Regions from separate parts of the Mus musculus genome. Here region 1 is linked to region 2. The links are chromatin contacts, called in public promoter capture Hi-C maps. All regions are on one chromosome and are shown on one strand. The core of a region is the stretch at or near the end of the contact, and the rest is flanking DNA. Distances in the headings are between cores, read along the strand shown. Region 1 holds the start of Ism1 (isthmin 1, angiogenesis inhibitor). Region 2 holds the start of Btbd3 (BTB (POZ) domain containing 3).

Region 1 (4,505 bases), core at 1,947-4,446, 1.4 Mb after region 2:
CTGCCCTGCCTTCCCTTCATTATGTACTATGAGCTGTAAGATGAAATAAACCCTTTCTTCCCCAAGTTTCATTAGTCCTGGGGCTTATCATAGCAATAGAACTCTAACTATGAGGAGGGGGAAAGGTGGGAAGGAGGACAAAGGATAGGAAAGGGTTACAAAGTGTGAATATGATTAAAGTACATCATATGCGTGTGTCTTAATGAAGCTCCTTGCCTTGCGTAAGTCCTGTACTCAAGTCTAGAAATAGTAGTGATGATCTGGGAAGATTGTACCTGTCTTGGGAGGTAATGATAGTTGGGAATATCAGAAAATCATGTGTATTTGAATAAGAAAGGGGTATTTTTTTTTCACTTGAACAAAGTGCATATATTTCTAGTTCAATGGCTCTCTTCTGAACAACAATCTGAATAAGGTCACCTTATATCTCTCAGGCTTGCCATACTGCAAGGGAAGGCTGAGTATGTCTTGATAATCACTCAGGAGTCTTAAAACTCCCAAGACTCCACAATCCTTAGATCCAAATGTGGCTGGAAAATGTCTTCTAGCTATAAATTTAGGTAGAAAGAAATAGTATATTGGGGGTTGAGTGGGCTTCTAAAATGCTCTACCACAAAGATGGCCCAATCCAGGTCTTTTGGGAATACAGACAGAATAACAGACACCTTCTATGGGAATATAGTAAGGCCAGTGATAAAGGTATGAATATAGTCCCTTGGGAAATTTGAAGGATGTAGTATTGTTTTCAAACTTTCATCAGCTCCTGGGACAATTTCAGAAATGTGCTTTAAACGGTACTTGGTGGTGCAGTAGACACATGGCTCCCCTTTCGTATAATGTGTGAGCCAATGTTCCCTAAGCCCTCAGCTGCAGGATGTTGCTGGTATCGTTGCTTTGAGAATGCAACCGGTATGTCCTTACCAGAGTATGAATGCATCTGGAATTTGGGTTGCCCAGATTGAAGAGACTTCAGTAGCATTCATTCATACATTTGTTCAACATTTAATAAAAACATCTGACCCCCAAACTCAATTTACAATTTTACAACATTTTACAAAGACTTTGATCTCAAAATCTCCATCTATAATTTTATAAGAATGTACATTCCTTGCAACAGTTTCTTTCCACATTTTTTTTCTTTAGTCATTTTTCCTTAGGAGAAAAAAATATAACTTTTGGATGAGAGAAATGCAGTCGAGGCTCACATGGGGAGACTGGGGGGGGGGGAGACAAAATACAGCATCCTCTCAGCTCTAATCTAGAACAGCCTGCTTTTGGCAACAGGAGTCATTTGTCGCTGTGTGTCCACATTACCACCTGGAAAGTCCACATATCTATGGCCACAGGATTCTAGTTTGCCGTCTTAATTTATCTATTCCACCTGTGTGCTGATTCGGCTGCCTGATACTCTTAAGTGATTCTAATTAGAAAACACGCAGGGGAATCCTTCTGGGATTCCAAAGCTGCTAGAATCCCCTTTGATCTCCCATCTGAACCACCAAGGTTTATTGTTTCAATTTCTCCCCTCAGCGCTCCAGTTGACAATTATTGGTATTTTAGAGCCTAGAGATAGCAATGGGAAGCCAGGCAGCCTAACAGTTGAAAGAGAGCTCTCTGCCAGAGAGGGGAAACCCACCCTTAGTGAAAAGGAAAAGATGCCCATCCCGCACTTTATAAATAGCTGCCAATTTATTAATGAGCTGCTGGGTTTGGCTAGAATTTTAAAGATGTTTTCCAGCATTTTCAAAGAGGCAATAAGTTAACTGGATACAAACAGATGCAAACAGCATGCTGAACCACAACTAGTTAAATTCTGGAAAATGCTAAGACGACCTGAGGAACGTTTGGAGTGGCGAAGAAATTCATCTTAGAGTTTCCAAAGAAAGATTTTAACTCTAAAGACAGTTTAATTAGGAATCTTCTGTCCGTTTCTAGTGATTGTAGAAAGAGGTAGGAAAAGAGAGAAAAGTGGCGTGCCGGTAAGAAAGTTTTATTTGTTTGTTTGATTTCATTCACCTAAGGAGATTTGTGCAACGGTCCTGGGTTGCGGATGAGAAATGGCAATGTGTGACAAGGGTTGTGGGAACGTGTGCTCACGCTTGACTAGGGCTGGGCTCACCGAGAGGGAAGGGCTGAGCTGGCTCAGGGGAGGAAGGAGGCGGAGGGAACACAGTATAAAAGTCTCCAGCCTAACAGAGTGCCCGTCACTCGAGCCACTTGGGGAAGGCAGGAGCCAGAGCCACGCTGGACCCAGTTCTCTCTAGCCTCGTTGGCAAGGATCCCGCGCTCTCCAGATATATCACCCAGCCGTTCTGCTCGCCAGCCGCACCACTTGCAAGGCATGAGTCGCTCCCGGGAGCCCGAGGCTGGAGCGCGGTCATGAGGCGGTGGCGCTGTTGCAGCGGCTGCGTTTCGGCAGCCCCCAAGTCCCCTCCAGGCGCAGCACCCCCAGGATGAGCCCCCAGACTCGAGTCTACCAAGCTGAGAGTCACCCAGCATCCCACTGACGTCCGAGCGCCTTCGCAGCGCACACCGTGTTCTTCGCAGCCTCCCACGCGACACCTGCGCACTTAAGTAGACGCGCGCGGATTGAATCCAACTCACCCGCCTTTCCGACGCTCCAGGGCGCTGTAGGCGCACGGTCTGCTGCACCCAGTGATCAGCCAGCCCAGAGCCCCGCAGCTAGTGTCAAGACCCTTCCGGACCGACAGACACCGTGTCACCCCACCCCCTACCCCCCAAACTCGCTGCTCAAGGTCAGGGTGCGTGGTGGGGTCGCAGACACCTGGTTTGTCTGGCCCCTCCGTTCTCCACTCCTATAACTCCAGCTCTACTTTGCCCATAAACTTTTCTCAGGTGGCCTGGGCGACCCCCACTCGCCCGCAGCCCCAAGCACTAGAGCGAGCAGAGGGCTAGTTCCTTTGCCACAGCGACCTCGGCAGCAAGCACTTAGCACAGCCGAGAAGGCGGACGCAGGCGCCGGCGGGGCGCCCCCAGTTATCCTCAAACGGTGACAACCTCGGTGACCCGGAGCCAGCCCATCCGGGGACTGAGCGAGCGGGGCGACGAAGCTAGAGGTCCCAAGGAACTTGGAGTGAGGAAGGTGGTGGCCCCGAGGGTGAGTGGCTCCCGGCAGCGGGGGCGGGGGAGCCGAGAGTGGAGGTAACTCCGGGCGGCCTCTGAAGCCCTCCTCCTCCTTCTCCTCCTCCGCCTCTAACCCCGCGCTCCTCTGGCGGCCGCTCCCGCTCCAGCTGCGGCACCGCGGCCACATCTGGGGAGCCCATGTGCGCTCGGGGGCTCGGCTGCGCCCGCCCCGCCGCCGCCCCCGCAGTTCCCTGCCCGAAGGGTGGACCCTGGCCGGGCCTGGGTCGCGGACAGCCCCGGGTCCCCATCGCCGCCGCCGGACAGCTCCTGGGATTGCTCCGCCACCGGCTTGGACGTCCCCGGCCCCGCGGTGGCTCCGCTGTGGTGTGGCGGCGGCGTTGGCGGCTGCTCCTGTTCCCCGGGCCCCGTGCGCTCGGCCGAGCCCAGAGCCAGCCCTGCCGGCCCGGGGAGCGGGGCCCCGGTGGGGGCCGAGGCGGGAGCCGCTCAGTCGAGCTCGGGGGCTCCGACTCCTCCTCCCCCGGCGGCGGCGCCGCCGCCGCCGCCGCCAGTCGCGCGGGGTCCTAAAGCCGCGCGACTCAAGAGGATGGTGCGCCTGGCTGCGGAACTGCTCCTGCTGCTGGGGCTACTGCTGCTCACGCTGCACATCACGGTTCTGCGCGGATCCGGAGCCTCCGACCGGCAGGACGCGGCCGCCGGCAACGTCAGCGGGTCCCAGTTGCAGGTGAGTGCGCCGCCGGAGGGGGCGTGCGTGGTTGAACGAAGCTGGGTGGCCCGCAAGGTACTAAGCAAGAGAGCTTGGTACATTGCAGAAGGCGGGTCCTCCGTTCCACCAAGGAGCACTTTTGCCTAGGCAACCGGGTTTAAGCAGAAAAGTTTGGACTAGGGGATCGGGCGGAAGGTGGGTGGGTGGAAGGGTTATGTGTAGAGGCCAGGCCTGCTTCAAAGTTTACCTAGAGAAAGCCTCAGATCTGTCACAGGTTTGGCACCAGGAAGAAGTCTTAGGCTTGGGAGGCATAAGCTGGCTGGAGGATGCTTTTGATGCTGAGTACTGCCAGAGACTTAGAAGTTTGTCTTGAGGCAAGAGAGACTGAGGTGAGGCGACATAAAGAGGCCTTATAAGATAAATCTCCAAGCTATATTTAGGAGAAAGTATTCTGTTGGGTGTGCAAGCAGTGTCAGAGGTCAAGACATTATTTCTGGAGACTAGCCAGACACCCCACCTTTGCCTGAGTGATTCCTTCACCTCTTATGCCCCTATGTACCAGGCAAAGGGCCATAGTCAAGGCACCTGTAGGAATTTGGTCTGGAGTTACTTGGGACTTTTAAACTTCTTCCCGGTGAACATCTGCTTTGAAGGTTCTTTTAGTAACAGGATTCTGTTTCGGCTCCAGGGGGAGAGA
Region 2 (4,346 bases), core at 1,625-4,124:
CTTGAGTTGTTTGGGCATCTGTTTGAAGATACTATGTTGGCAGGCCTAGAACCCGGATCTTTGGGGAAGTCTTTCTCAAACTCAGTGCTGTGCACACTGTGGAAAACTTGTGAAAATGCAGTTGTGATCCCGAATCTTATGATTCCAAATTCCCTGAAGGCTCCTGGGACATGCTGCTTTTGGCCCTGGGACTGCAGGTTTAGCAGCAGTGTGTGGCATGTCTTCAGAGGAGGAGAGGCAGCTCTGAGTGTGTGTGTGTGTGTGTGTGTGTGTGTGTGTGTGTGTGTGTGTGTATCTTTTAACAGCCACCTAACCAGCCAAGAGTGGCCTTCTACAGCAAGCACTGTTCTAGGGCGTCCATAGAACTCAGTTCTCCTTCTCTTACTTTTCATTTTTCAAGCTTTTCTACAAAGCTTGTTCTTTCCAAATACCTGGGTTCTTTAGGCTCAAAAGAGGGTTTTCTAAAGCCTTATGTAATTTCCTTTCTCAAACTACTACATGCACTTTCCCTCTTCTCCTTAGTGATGCAGAAGCTGTAGTTTTGGAGGCTTTTTGTGGTGTTAGCCATAGCCTTATGTAAGATAAGTAAAGACAAATCCTTACATGTTGTTCTTTTGCTTCTTCTGTTTAGTCTTCTTCTGTTGCCAGTTAATAATGATGGCCTCAAAACAGCTGGTTTCCTCTTCCATTCTAATTGATTAGTTCTGACCTGAGAAGCCAGATACGGGGTCTGTTAGAAATATGTTTGGGATTTATGCTCAGAAGTGCCTCTTATCAGAAGGGCTTTGCAGACAGGTATGATTGAGAACTTGAGCAGCCAGTAGAGAGGCCGTCTGTTCCTGGTAGGCAGCTTACTCAGGGGCTACTGGTTTTCTTAGTGCCTTTTCCTCGGTGTTCTGTGCGGGTGAGTGAGAGTCTGTCTGTCTGTCTGTCTGCCTGCCTGCCTGTCTCTCTATGAGAGTGTGTGTGTATGTTGGGCATAGGTGTTTGTGTGTTATGTGTATGATATGTGGGATGTTTGTATGTGGTGTGATATGTGAGTGTAGTGGGTGTGGATGTTTGTATCTGTATGTTTGTGTGGTGTGTGATGTATATATGTAATGTATATAGACGTGCACGAGTTTGTGTGTGTGTGTGGTGGGAGGCAGAGGTTGACCTTCCACTGCTCTCTGTTATTTTTTGAGACAAAGTCTATTCATTTATCTGTAGCTCACCAATGAGCTAAGGCTAACTGGCTACCAAGGCCTTACTAATAACCCTTACCTACTGCTAGAGTTAGGGTTATAGGTACAGGCTGCTGGGCTGGGCTTCGCCTTCCTTCCTTCCTTCCTTCCTTCCTTCCTTCCTTCCTTCCTTCCTTCCTTCCTGTGCTGGGGATCCAAACACTGGTTTCCATTCTTGTATTACAAGTTCTTTACTCACTCCCTGGCCTTCTAGATGCTTTCCAACAGGTTATCATATAACAGGTTATCATATCTCTAACATTATCCTCAAAGTACAGCTGAAGGTGATTTGCAAGGGTATTGATGTGCAGTGTCTTAGCCCTGCAGTCTAGAATACAATAATTGTCATAAATAAGCAGCAACTTGGTTCCATCAACAATGGGGATAGGTAACCTTGCCTGTGTCTCATACTCTGTGCTCGCAGAGGCTTTCAAATGGCTTTAAATAATGACAATACAAAGGAACGCCTTTGGAATGATTTAGGACTAAGATGCTAGGGGATTTAAAAATTTATTCTGGTATGCAATACTGTTAGTTATAGTAACAGTGTTCTCATTTGCTGAGGAGTCTCCATGCAGGCGAATGTTACATAGCACACAGGGCTAGGACTCTGAAGGATCAGGGACCAGAGGCAGCAGATAGCCTCTCTACTTTGAACAAACCCGAGTAATCCCATAGATGGGGCGGGAGTCACTCTAGTCATTAGTCTGCCTTTACAAACTATGAAGCTCCAGTAGATGCTGTTTTACTGGCAGCTGCCGGGGAAGCCTTATTCTCATCTAAAGCAAAGAGATCTTTTGCCTTTTAACTAGTTAATAGGAGACTTTGATCATTTTAAATAGCCCTTCTACTGGTGCTGTGCTAGAGCTTACGGATTCTTTAAAATTTGTATGACAAGATTAAATGTAGCCTTAAGAGTTGAGTTGGATTTTGAGATCCTGAGCAGTGCCCTATCTGACTTATCTGCAGTGAATCACAGGGTTTAAGCACTAATTATCAGAGTTGTCTCATTTGAATGAATGCTATTGTCATATCTACAGTCTGCCTTATGCTTGAGTACAGCTAAGTGTGCTGGTGGAAGCTCATCGTAATTAACTGTGTTTTGTGACCTGGGACACAGGTCCAAAATCAGTGCCGAGCTAGAAAACATTGGAAGCAAGCTAAATGCAGAGCCTTAGCAAAACATCCAGAGACTAAAAAAAGACCCCTCCCCTCCCCTGCCGTGGCTGGGCTTAAATGTGTTTGGTTTAATTTCAGTACGTTGGTTCCCTTTGGCTTTATAGTCTAGGAGATCCTGTTCAAAATACTTGCAAGTAAATGCTGCTAGGAGGAAGATTGTTGCCAGGAAGAGAGATTAGACATATGTGTTCCCATTCTTTGTTAATGGCTTTTGCTTGTTTTGGTTGAAATGAAAATGTTCCTGTACTAAAGAGAAATAAACCCCTCCCTTCCTGTTTGCAAATGTCTTTCATTTGCTGTTTATCTTAATTAAATATACAGTAGAAAAGAGAATGTAACTGCTGCTCCTTTAATATCAGAGCTGTGCATGCTACAATAGGTGTCACTGTTTGGCTTCATCCAATCCTGATTGGTGGCTTCAGCTATTGGCTCGGAGCTCTGGCTGTCTGACTCCGTCTGCAGGGCTGTAATACCTACTCTCCTCTCCCGATCCATTCACCACACAACTTCACCGGCCGGCCGCGGCCGTACTGACTCGCTGGGCTCGCCACATCTTGCTAACCTAATTCAGAAAGCAAGCGCCTCAGCTCTCTCTCTGCCTGCCTCCTTTGCTCAGCTTTGCAGGTGATCCAGAGAACGGCTGGTTTTATGCGCAAGTAAGAAAACCAGGAATCATGATGGGAATGTATTTAACAGATCCGGTCCTGGATAAAACTTAAAGCCAGTTTCTCTTCAACATAGTGAAAAGGTCACCTTGCCTGGCTGGGAAAAGCAGGAAGAAAGCAGCCTGCCGGTCTCTGTTAACATCTTAGCTCCGGCTAGCCTCTTTGCCTTGATGTTTGAGCAGTTTTGCGAGATCTAGCTCTAAAGAGAGACATCCTGTACTCATGGTAGATGATAAAGAAAAGAACATGAAATGTCTCACCTTCTTCTTGATGCTTCCAGAGACAGTAAAGAACAGGTCCAAAAAAGGTTCAAAGAAAGCCAACAGCAGCGGTGGCGGCGGCGGCGGCGGCAGCGTTGGCAGTGGGAGCAGCAAGTTGCCCCCAGTTTGTTATGAAATAATTACCTTGAAGACTAAAAAGAAGAAGAAGATGGCTGCTGATATATTCCCCCGTAAGAAGCCAGCCAACTCCAGCAGCACCACTGTCCAGCAGCAACACCAGCACAACCTCTGTAACAACAACCTCATCCCGGCCCCCAACTGGCAGGGTCTTTATCCCACCATCCGAGAAAGGTAAGCGCCCTTGCTGGCAGGCTAGCGTGTTTACTCTCAAAGTTTGCCGGTGGTGAAGTCTCTGCTTTTTCATGACTGTAATGCAGTTTACCACGAATCCCTGCTCCTCTTCCCCAGAGGCTCTACTGGTAATGGAAAGCTGCCTTGTATCTTTTCCAAAGCAGTACAGCTGTTTTCCTCTTAGATAAAAATATTTTTGCAAGCTGTAACATTTAAGCAGCAGCTTTGTGTCTGTGGAGCACAGAGACAGGAAACCCTTCATTTGTCCTAAGCCCTGTAAAAGTTTAGTTAACTTTTAAAACTTGAGTTCCTTGCCATGTGTCTGCAGTGGTTTCAGGCAGTGGTGTGGCTGGACCCTTTGTATGCTCTTTAGCTGGGAGTGGAACGCTGAGCTGTTGTTGCTTAGCTTAACTCTGAAGTTTTGCATGTTGGGGAAAGGGCTGCTAAGAATACAGGCTGTTGTGAATTAATGACTCGCCTCTTGTTTGTAGAAATGCGGTGATGTTCAATAATGACTTGATGGCAGACGTACATTTTGTGGTTGGGCCACCAGGTGGGACTCAGCGGTTGCCAGGACACAAAGTAAGCAACAGCTGCATTACCGGTTTAGTCCTGAGATTTACATAGAGGGACCCTGTCAGCACAGAGCTTGGTGTGGGCAGGCAGCCCGCCGGCAGCCACTGCATGGTTCGCCCAGTTACAGAGAA

Evidence for each region. Promoter capture Hi-C pulls out the DNA fragments that hold promoters and counts their contacts.
Region 1: a contact with region 2 is called in a promoter capture Hi-C map of hippocampal neurons, with 4 times the contacts expected there. The contact joins the promoter of Ism1 here to the promoter of Btbd3 in region 2.

What each region holds. Positions count from the first base shown.
Region 1 is chr2:139,674,982-139,679,486 of GRCm38.p6, forward strand. Ism1 (isthmin 1, angiogenesis inhibitor) reads left to right here and starts at 3,197. Exons shown (of 6, transcript NM_001276489.1): 1 at 3,197-3,826. The coding sequence starts at 3,689.
Region 2 is chr2:138,275,619-138,279,964 of GRCm38.p6, forward strand. It overlaps Btbd3 (BTB (POZ) domain containing 3), which reads left to right and starts at 2,875. Exons shown (of 4, transcript NM_145534.2): 1 at 2,875-3,639; 2 at 4,131-4,221. The coding sequence starts at 3,290.